2 separate regions of the Gossypium arboreum genome follow, and region 1 is linked to region 2. The links are chromatin contacts, called in public Hi-C maps. All regions are on one chromosome and are shown on one strand. The core of a region is the stretch at or near the end of the contact, and the rest is flanking DNA. Distances in the headings are between cores, read along the strand shown. Region 1 holds the start of LOC108486677 (pentatricopeptide repeat-containing protein At1g55890, mitochondrial-like). Region 2 holds the start of LOC108485904 (transcription factor bHLH112-like).

The links. A called contact is a pair of places that touch in the nucleus more often than the background predicts.
Region 1: a Hi-C map of leaf shows a contact between it and region 2, with 4 times the contacts expected there. The contact joins the promoter of LOC108486677 here to the promoter of LOC108485904 in region 2. A contact is called at or near these places in 2 of 5 Hi-C or Micro-C datasets (both in leaf).

Annotation. Positions count from the first base shown.
Region 1 is chr6:56,475,297-56,478,781 of ASM2569848v2, reverse strand. LOC108486677 (pentatricopeptide repeat-containing protein At1g55890, mitochondrial-like) reads right to left here and starts at 1,750. Exons shown (of 2, transcript XM_017790852.2): 1 at 211-1,750. The coding sequence starts at 1,677. The coding sequence ends at 553.
Region 2 is chr6:56,171,518-56,175,213 of ASM2569848v2, reverse strand. LOC108485904 (transcription factor bHLH112-like) reads left to right here and starts at 1,467. Exons shown (of 7, transcript XM_017789748.2): 1 at 1,467-1,982; 2 at 2,300-2,858; 3 at 2,949-3,032; 4 at 3,148-3,213; 5 at 3,326-3,391; 6 at 3,470-3,520; 7 at 3,642-3,696. The coding sequence starts at 1,636.

The sequences.
Region 1 (3,485 bases), core at 501-3,000, 300 kb before region 2:
AATTTAAGCTTTGTTGGTAAACAAGGCACACTTTTTGCCTAGCTTCCTTGCAGTCGGAATGTTTAGACTGAACTGTTTCCCCTTAGATTCCATTAAAGTTCACAAAAGTTCGTAAGAAAATGATCCTCCAAGCTTAATTTGTAAACAAGTTATCATTCCTTAACTCATCAGTTCATAGGCACAGAAGAAGAACCACCAAATATCACTCACAGTTGAAGTGTTGCAGTTCAAGTAGAGAGAACAGGCGCATCCCAAAATCATACAATTCATTTTGATCCCAAAACAGAGCTAATATAAAATACCAACTGCAAAACAAAGATGATTATCAAAGTTTCAGTTCCAAAATTCAATTCATCATGTAACTTTGAGGTTCGATACCAAAAGCTAAAGCTGCAGAAAACCACTGAGTAGAAAACAGATCAATATTACCTCCGCCACTAACATGAAAGTAGTTGGCTGCAAGAGGTAAAAAAAAACCACTTGCTTTTAGATACTCGTTCAGACTAGATTAACTAAAATGAAAGATAAAATAGCTATGGTAAAACCATGGCACTACTCTGCAGGCATTTTCATCTTATAACGACAGAAATTATTCGTCTTAGCAAGCTTCACGAGTTCCTTTGCATCTTCAATGTTGGAGGCTTTGACCAATTCATCCACCACTCGCTGTAACAATGCAGCATCAACCAATTTCTTCCTACCAAAAATCTCCTTGCACAGCTCAATGGCAAAACTCAAATCACCCTTCTCACAAAGGAATGGAACTAACATCGTAAAAGTCAGCTTATCTGGTGCACATTCATTTTTCCCTATCTGATTATACCACTCTTTAGCTTCTTCCAATTTTCCCTCATTAACAAATCCTCTAATCATATAATTGAAGGTAAACACATCAAGCTTAAGTCCTTTACTCCTCATTTCTTCAACCAAGTTAACTGCCTCTTTCATTTTCTTTTCAGTTGAAAATCCAAGCAACTTAGCATTATAACTCCTAATATCAGGCTCCACATTTTTCTCCACCATTTTACCCCATATCTTCTCCCCATCATCAAACCTTCCATTCTTAAAAAACTCGTATAAAAGCGTGTTAAAAGTAATCACATCCGGCTGCACACCCTTCTTCTCCATCTCATCAAGCATCAATCCAGCAGAATCTAAAGAACCCATCTCACAGAAAGCCTTTATAACCGTATTATAAGAAACCAAATCTGGCTCAACTGACAACTTTTCCGGCAGCTCCTTGAAAAACCCATTAACCTTATCAAACTTTTTGGCATTCACGCAAGCTCCCATAAGAGCATTGAAAGACAGCAATCCTCTATTCGGCATTTCATCAAACACCTTGTAAGCTTGCTCAAACATGCCCGATTTACCGTACAAATGGATTAATCTAGCAGCAAAGCCTTCTTTGGAAATATCTTGGTATTTCTTTTGATCTTCCAGGACTTCTTCGATCCATTGGAAGCGCCCAGCTGAAGCAAGGCGACGAACAATATCTTCATAGATGCCGCTTCGTCTGCGGAAGCGGCTGTACTCGCAAGATTTCTTGAATTTTTCAACGAGACGCTTGAGGTCCCGCTCTTTGTAGAGATCCTCCGAGAATTTCCGAACGGAGTCGGGCTGTGGGTTTGGGGTTGTGGAGAAGGTGCGGCGGAGGACGCGAGTTAGAGATGACATTTTTAGGGGTTTAAGGACGCGTGTAGCTGTACGAGTGTAGAATGAGGGTTTTAGCGTAAGAAGCTTCGGTTTTATTGTTGGTTTTCCTTTTAGTTTTTTTTAAAAATAAAAAAAAAACACTTAGTCAAGCAGCCATTTTATCTAAAAAGGCCCTTTAAAAAATTTAATTACGGAAATGAGCCGTTTATTGGTTTATTTATCGGATTAGGCCATTTTTCACAAAAACGCATCTACATAAGTGCGTTTTTAGGGTACGTGTCAACAAAACGCTCCCTTAGAAAAGTATTTTGCCTGTTTTTTAAGGTTATGATTTTTTATTATTTAATTAATTTAAGGTTAGGGTTTTTTAGAATTTAGAGTTAGGTTTTTTAAGTTATGGTTTTTTAGGGTTTTAGGATTTAGGATTTTAGGAAAAATTAATTGAATTGGGGTATAAATCAACTATTAATTTAAATATTAAATATTAAATTAGAGTTTAGGGTATTAAGGTTAATTGATTAAATTAGGGATTGATTTAGGGTTTAGGGTTAATTGATACATAATAGTTTAAACATATTATTTTAATATTTTATTTCTTATAATATTTTATTAAAAACCCTTAAATAACTCTTAACGTGTAAATAATAAGTTGGTAATTCGATTACTTCAGTGTTTAGGTTTTTTCCCTTATCAATGGCTTAGATGTTTCTTTTACTTTGTAACAAGCTCATTTCTGTTTTTTTTTAATTATTAATTTTCAATATACATACACAAAAAAAAAATTCTCAAAGATAACACGAAAAAAAAATTCTCAAAGATAACATGATTGCAGCATATATACATACTGGCGCTATGCTAAGTTCAAGGTTTCGAGAAAAAATAATTGAATTAGGATTTAGGATTTTAGGGTTAATTCATTAAATTAACTATTAATTTTAAATACTAAATATTAAATTAGAGTTTAAGGTATTAGGGTTAATTCATTAAATTAGGGTTTAGGTTTTTTAAATAAATTTATGTTTAGGGTATTAGAAAAACATATAAGCAATATAAATTTTTTTGTCTTAGGGTTTAAGGTTTAGGGTTTCTACAAGAATAATTCTGATTATACGTTTCTGAACAAATAGTGTCGAAAAAAGCTTTAAGTGCACTGTTAGCAAAATTTCTGGAAAAAGCTCCCACATGGACGCTCTTTTGCTACAGTAGTTCGTAGAAAAATAATTCTGAGTAGACGTTTCTGAACAAATAGTGTCGAAAGGATGCACTGTCAACAAAATTTCTGGAAAAAGGTTCCACGTGGACGCTCTTTTACTACAGTAGTTCGTAGAAAAATAATTCTGAGTAAACGTTTCTGAACAAATAGTGTCGAAAATGCTTCAAGCAGGATACATTGTCAGCAAAATTTTAGAAAAAAGCTCCCACATGGACACTCTTTTGCTACAGTAGTTCGTAGAAAAATGAGGCTATAAATGAGCCAAATTTTATTCTCAGGTTGCATAACTTACAACAAAAAAAATTAGAGAGGTTAAGAAGAAAAGAAATTGAAGATGAGTGAACGTATTTGTGCTATTATTTACTATGATGGTGAGGTCTGTAACACCGAGAACGGTGTTGTTTTTCTATCAGAGAACACAACGAGACTGGTTTTTAACCAGAACATAGATTTGACAGAACTTCGTAAAAGAATTAGGCGTAAAATCTTCGGAACGACACCAATGAAAGTTTTGTCTATTAAGTATTGATTTAGTGGTTCAGTTGATCCTGTGACATATGACTCATTCGACATCAAAGACGCTCGTAGCTTGGAGGCAATGGTGCAGACTCATCTC
Region 2 (3,696 bases), core at 218-2,717:
AAAAACAATATAAAATATAAAATGATAGATAAAAATAAATTCAATTAAACAATAAAAATAAGAAAATCTCAAATGTATATTTGTTTAATTGAAAACAACTTTTATAAAATATTTTTAAAAAATCTACCAAACAATGAAAATATTTTACATGATTCATCTAAATACAAAAAAAATATTAGCTTTTTCAGAAAAATAAATCATTTTCTAGAAATCATTTTCTAGAAGTTATTTTCAGTGAAACAAACGGAGCCTAAAACAATTAAATCTTAGATATTAAGAGTATTTTTGAATGTGTGGTGTGTTTATCTATAGTTAGTGTAAAAATAGAGGTGATGGTAAAATTAGATACTGTAGTGTGAGACAAAAAAAAAACTAAATACATCATAAATGCCCATAAAAGGGGTTCTAAAATAAGTGTATAAAATAAGTGTATAGATCAAATTAAATTCAATATTGAAAGTACTATTTTCCACTTGCATGAAAGTGAAAGCCACGCGCCACCGCAACTGCCACAAAATTATCCTCATTTCCCTAAAACAATCATGCATATGTTTGGGACCGTCAAGTTACAATGGTCCATAAATTTATTTCAAATTATCCTAAGAATTTCTTTTTCACTGTTATATTCAACCGGTTGTATATCAACCGTCTGATTAAACAAATATTTGGGCCAAGACACTGACGTGGCATTCGGATCTAGCATCACCTTGGTCATCATAGGGCCAACGTCCCTTTATTCATAAGGAAAAACGAATTTCTTTTCTTAAGTTCAAGTATAATTATAAAGATTATATAGCTTTTGAATCATTACCGTAAAAATTAATCATTAAAAATATAATAATTTAACCTAAAAGAACTTTTAACACCGTCCACACGCATATTTCTTTTCTCAATTTTTCATATCCGCTCTACATTCCACTTACTTACCATCTTACTATAGGTAAATTTTTATTTTGATTATTTAAATAAAATATTACAATTTGTTCATTGAATTATTCAAAAGTTTTTATTTAAATTATTAAACTGTTATGTATTTCTTTTAAGTTCTGATAATGAGTTCTAAATTACAATTTGATGATAGTATTTAGCAATAAGTAGAAAAATATAGATTAAACTTAAATTGATTTAATGATTAATATAAACTATCCGAAATTTAATTTATAGATTTTGATATCCAAAACTATTTCGTAAAAAAAATTATAAAAGAGTATTAAAAAAATTTGAAATGTTACAGTGAGTAATGAAATTGTAAAGTTTTAATTAAGGAATACCCACTAACGTTATTGTAATTTACAGCTTAATATTTCACCTTTATCAATACAACCAAAACTCAGCAAAAAAAAATATTTTGAAAGCAAATAAAACAAAACAATTACAACTTGTTCCAAGGAAAGTACAAATAGAGAACAAAGTTATATATATTTAAATTAATTAATAAAAATACTCAAAAAAAAATGCTTTCACTCATTTGTCCAATCATCCTTTGAAATGTCAACCAAAAATTGACAATTCATTTAGCAGAAATCCGCATGGAACCCTTTCATATATAAATTGACTTGTTTTAACTCCGAAGGAGAGAGCTCTCATCTTCTAACACGAGAAACAAAGAAAGATCTTAAAAAAAGGTTTGTGGGTATGGCAGAAGAATTTCATGCTGGGATTTGTAGAGGGACGTGGTGGAATTCGACGAAACCCATGTTAACAGGGTGTTCTCTGCCGCCTTCTACGGGGGTTGTCGACATGGGAAACTTTGGTTATGACACTGATATGGTGGATATTAGGGCAAGAACAAGGTATTATGAAGAGTCGACTAAAAACCCAGTTTCTGGTGTTAGCTCCACAGTTTTCCAAGGTCATCTTCATCATCAAACTGATTCAGATAGTGGTGGCACTAGCAGCAGTCTTTTGATTGATTCCACTTTACAAATGATGGGTTTTGGCCTTCCATCTTCGACAACTTCGGACTGGAACTTGTCTTTGCTGTAAGTTTGATTATGTGTTATACTAATAACTGGTTTTAGTATTCATTTTCTTTAGTATGATTGAGTATGAATTTTTATGGTTGAAGTTTCAAAGTTCATATACAAGGACGACCTTATAACCCAAAGCTTCAACCACAAGTTCAAAAAAGAAGAATATTTTAGACTTTTTTTGGTTCCTTAGGTTTGGAAAAGGAAGTCAATATTAGCAATCAATTGAACACTTAATTATTAGACTAAAATTCTCTACAAGTACTGAATATATACTTACTGTTTTATATTTATATTTATATTTATATATATATCCATGATTGTTGCAGTCGGAGTAATGGGAGAACTGAGTTTTATAATTCGATTCTTCAAGAAGATATAGATTCAAGGTTGAACTATCGGCAAGAAACAGGCATGAGTTCAGTTCAAATCCATAACTACTGGAGCCCAAAGAGCCATTCAAGTCCTGGGAAAGATTCTTCCATCCCTGTTGTCGAGCCTATCGATCAAGATATTTCATTGAATTCAGTAACCAGCTCCGGTAATAGTACACCAACATGCCAGGGCTTGCCAGCTGGGTTCCCAATGGCTTCATCATCGTACGGTTACCCATCAACACTGTTACATAGTTTGTTTCAATCCGATCCTCAAACTTCAGAACAACAATCACTTTTCAACAACCGGTCAATCAACTATATATCGTCTGAAAAATCTTCATGGCCAAAGCAGCAACCTAGTAGCTTGCGCTTCTCCAACAACACACCCTTCTGGAACGCCTCTGCCACTGGCATAAACGATGTTAAAAGCGGCTTCTTACCCTCGCCAGCATCACAATTTCTTGTACAAACATTCGAAGAGAAGGCTAATTGCCCCAGCTCGACAACAAAGGTATAAATCCAACACGTTCATGCCTCGGATCCAGTTCTTTGACAAATTCGATTCATTTATTTATTAGATTTTATTGGATTGGTATTATAGACTAATTCCACAGAAGCTGGAAAGTCGGCGTCAGGGATGAAGAGGCCAAAGCTTGAATCACCATCGCCTTTACCAACTTTTAAGGTACTAGAATATAAATTTGACCATTTCTCTTTTTTTACTATGATGGGATGTTGGAGCTTTTTTCTGCAAGTTAGTGAGAAGTAGATAAATACTTGATAGCAGTACTTATGATCAGGTCCGGAAAGAGAAGCTAGGGGACCGAATCACTGCGCTCCAGCAATTGGTTTCACCTTTCGGAAAGGTGAATTTTTGGAATTTTCTTTTTTATTTTTCAAAGTGTATATAATTGAAGCCCTTACTTTTTATGTTTGGCCCTTTGGGTTAAATCTGTACCTCGCCTTTTGTTTTATCAGACGGATACGGCATCTGTTCTCCACGAAGCCATTGAATACATCAAGTTCCTCCATGATCAAGTCAATGTATGTTTCACCTCACTACCTTCCTCTTTTTATTCCTTTTCTTTATATAAGAACCCTAACATATGTACATAATTTCAGGTTCTAAGTACTCCATATATGAAACAAGCAGTAGATTCCATACAACAAGAGGTATATTAAAAAAAGATAAAAGAGGACTTTTGTGATAAGTGGTTATCTTTTTCTATCTGCTAATAGTACTATTTGAATTATGCAGTAATTGTCATATTCTGTACTTTTTTTTTTCTTGCAGAATATTGATAACTTGAAAGATCCTGATGAGCCAAAACAAGCCCTAAAAAGCCGGG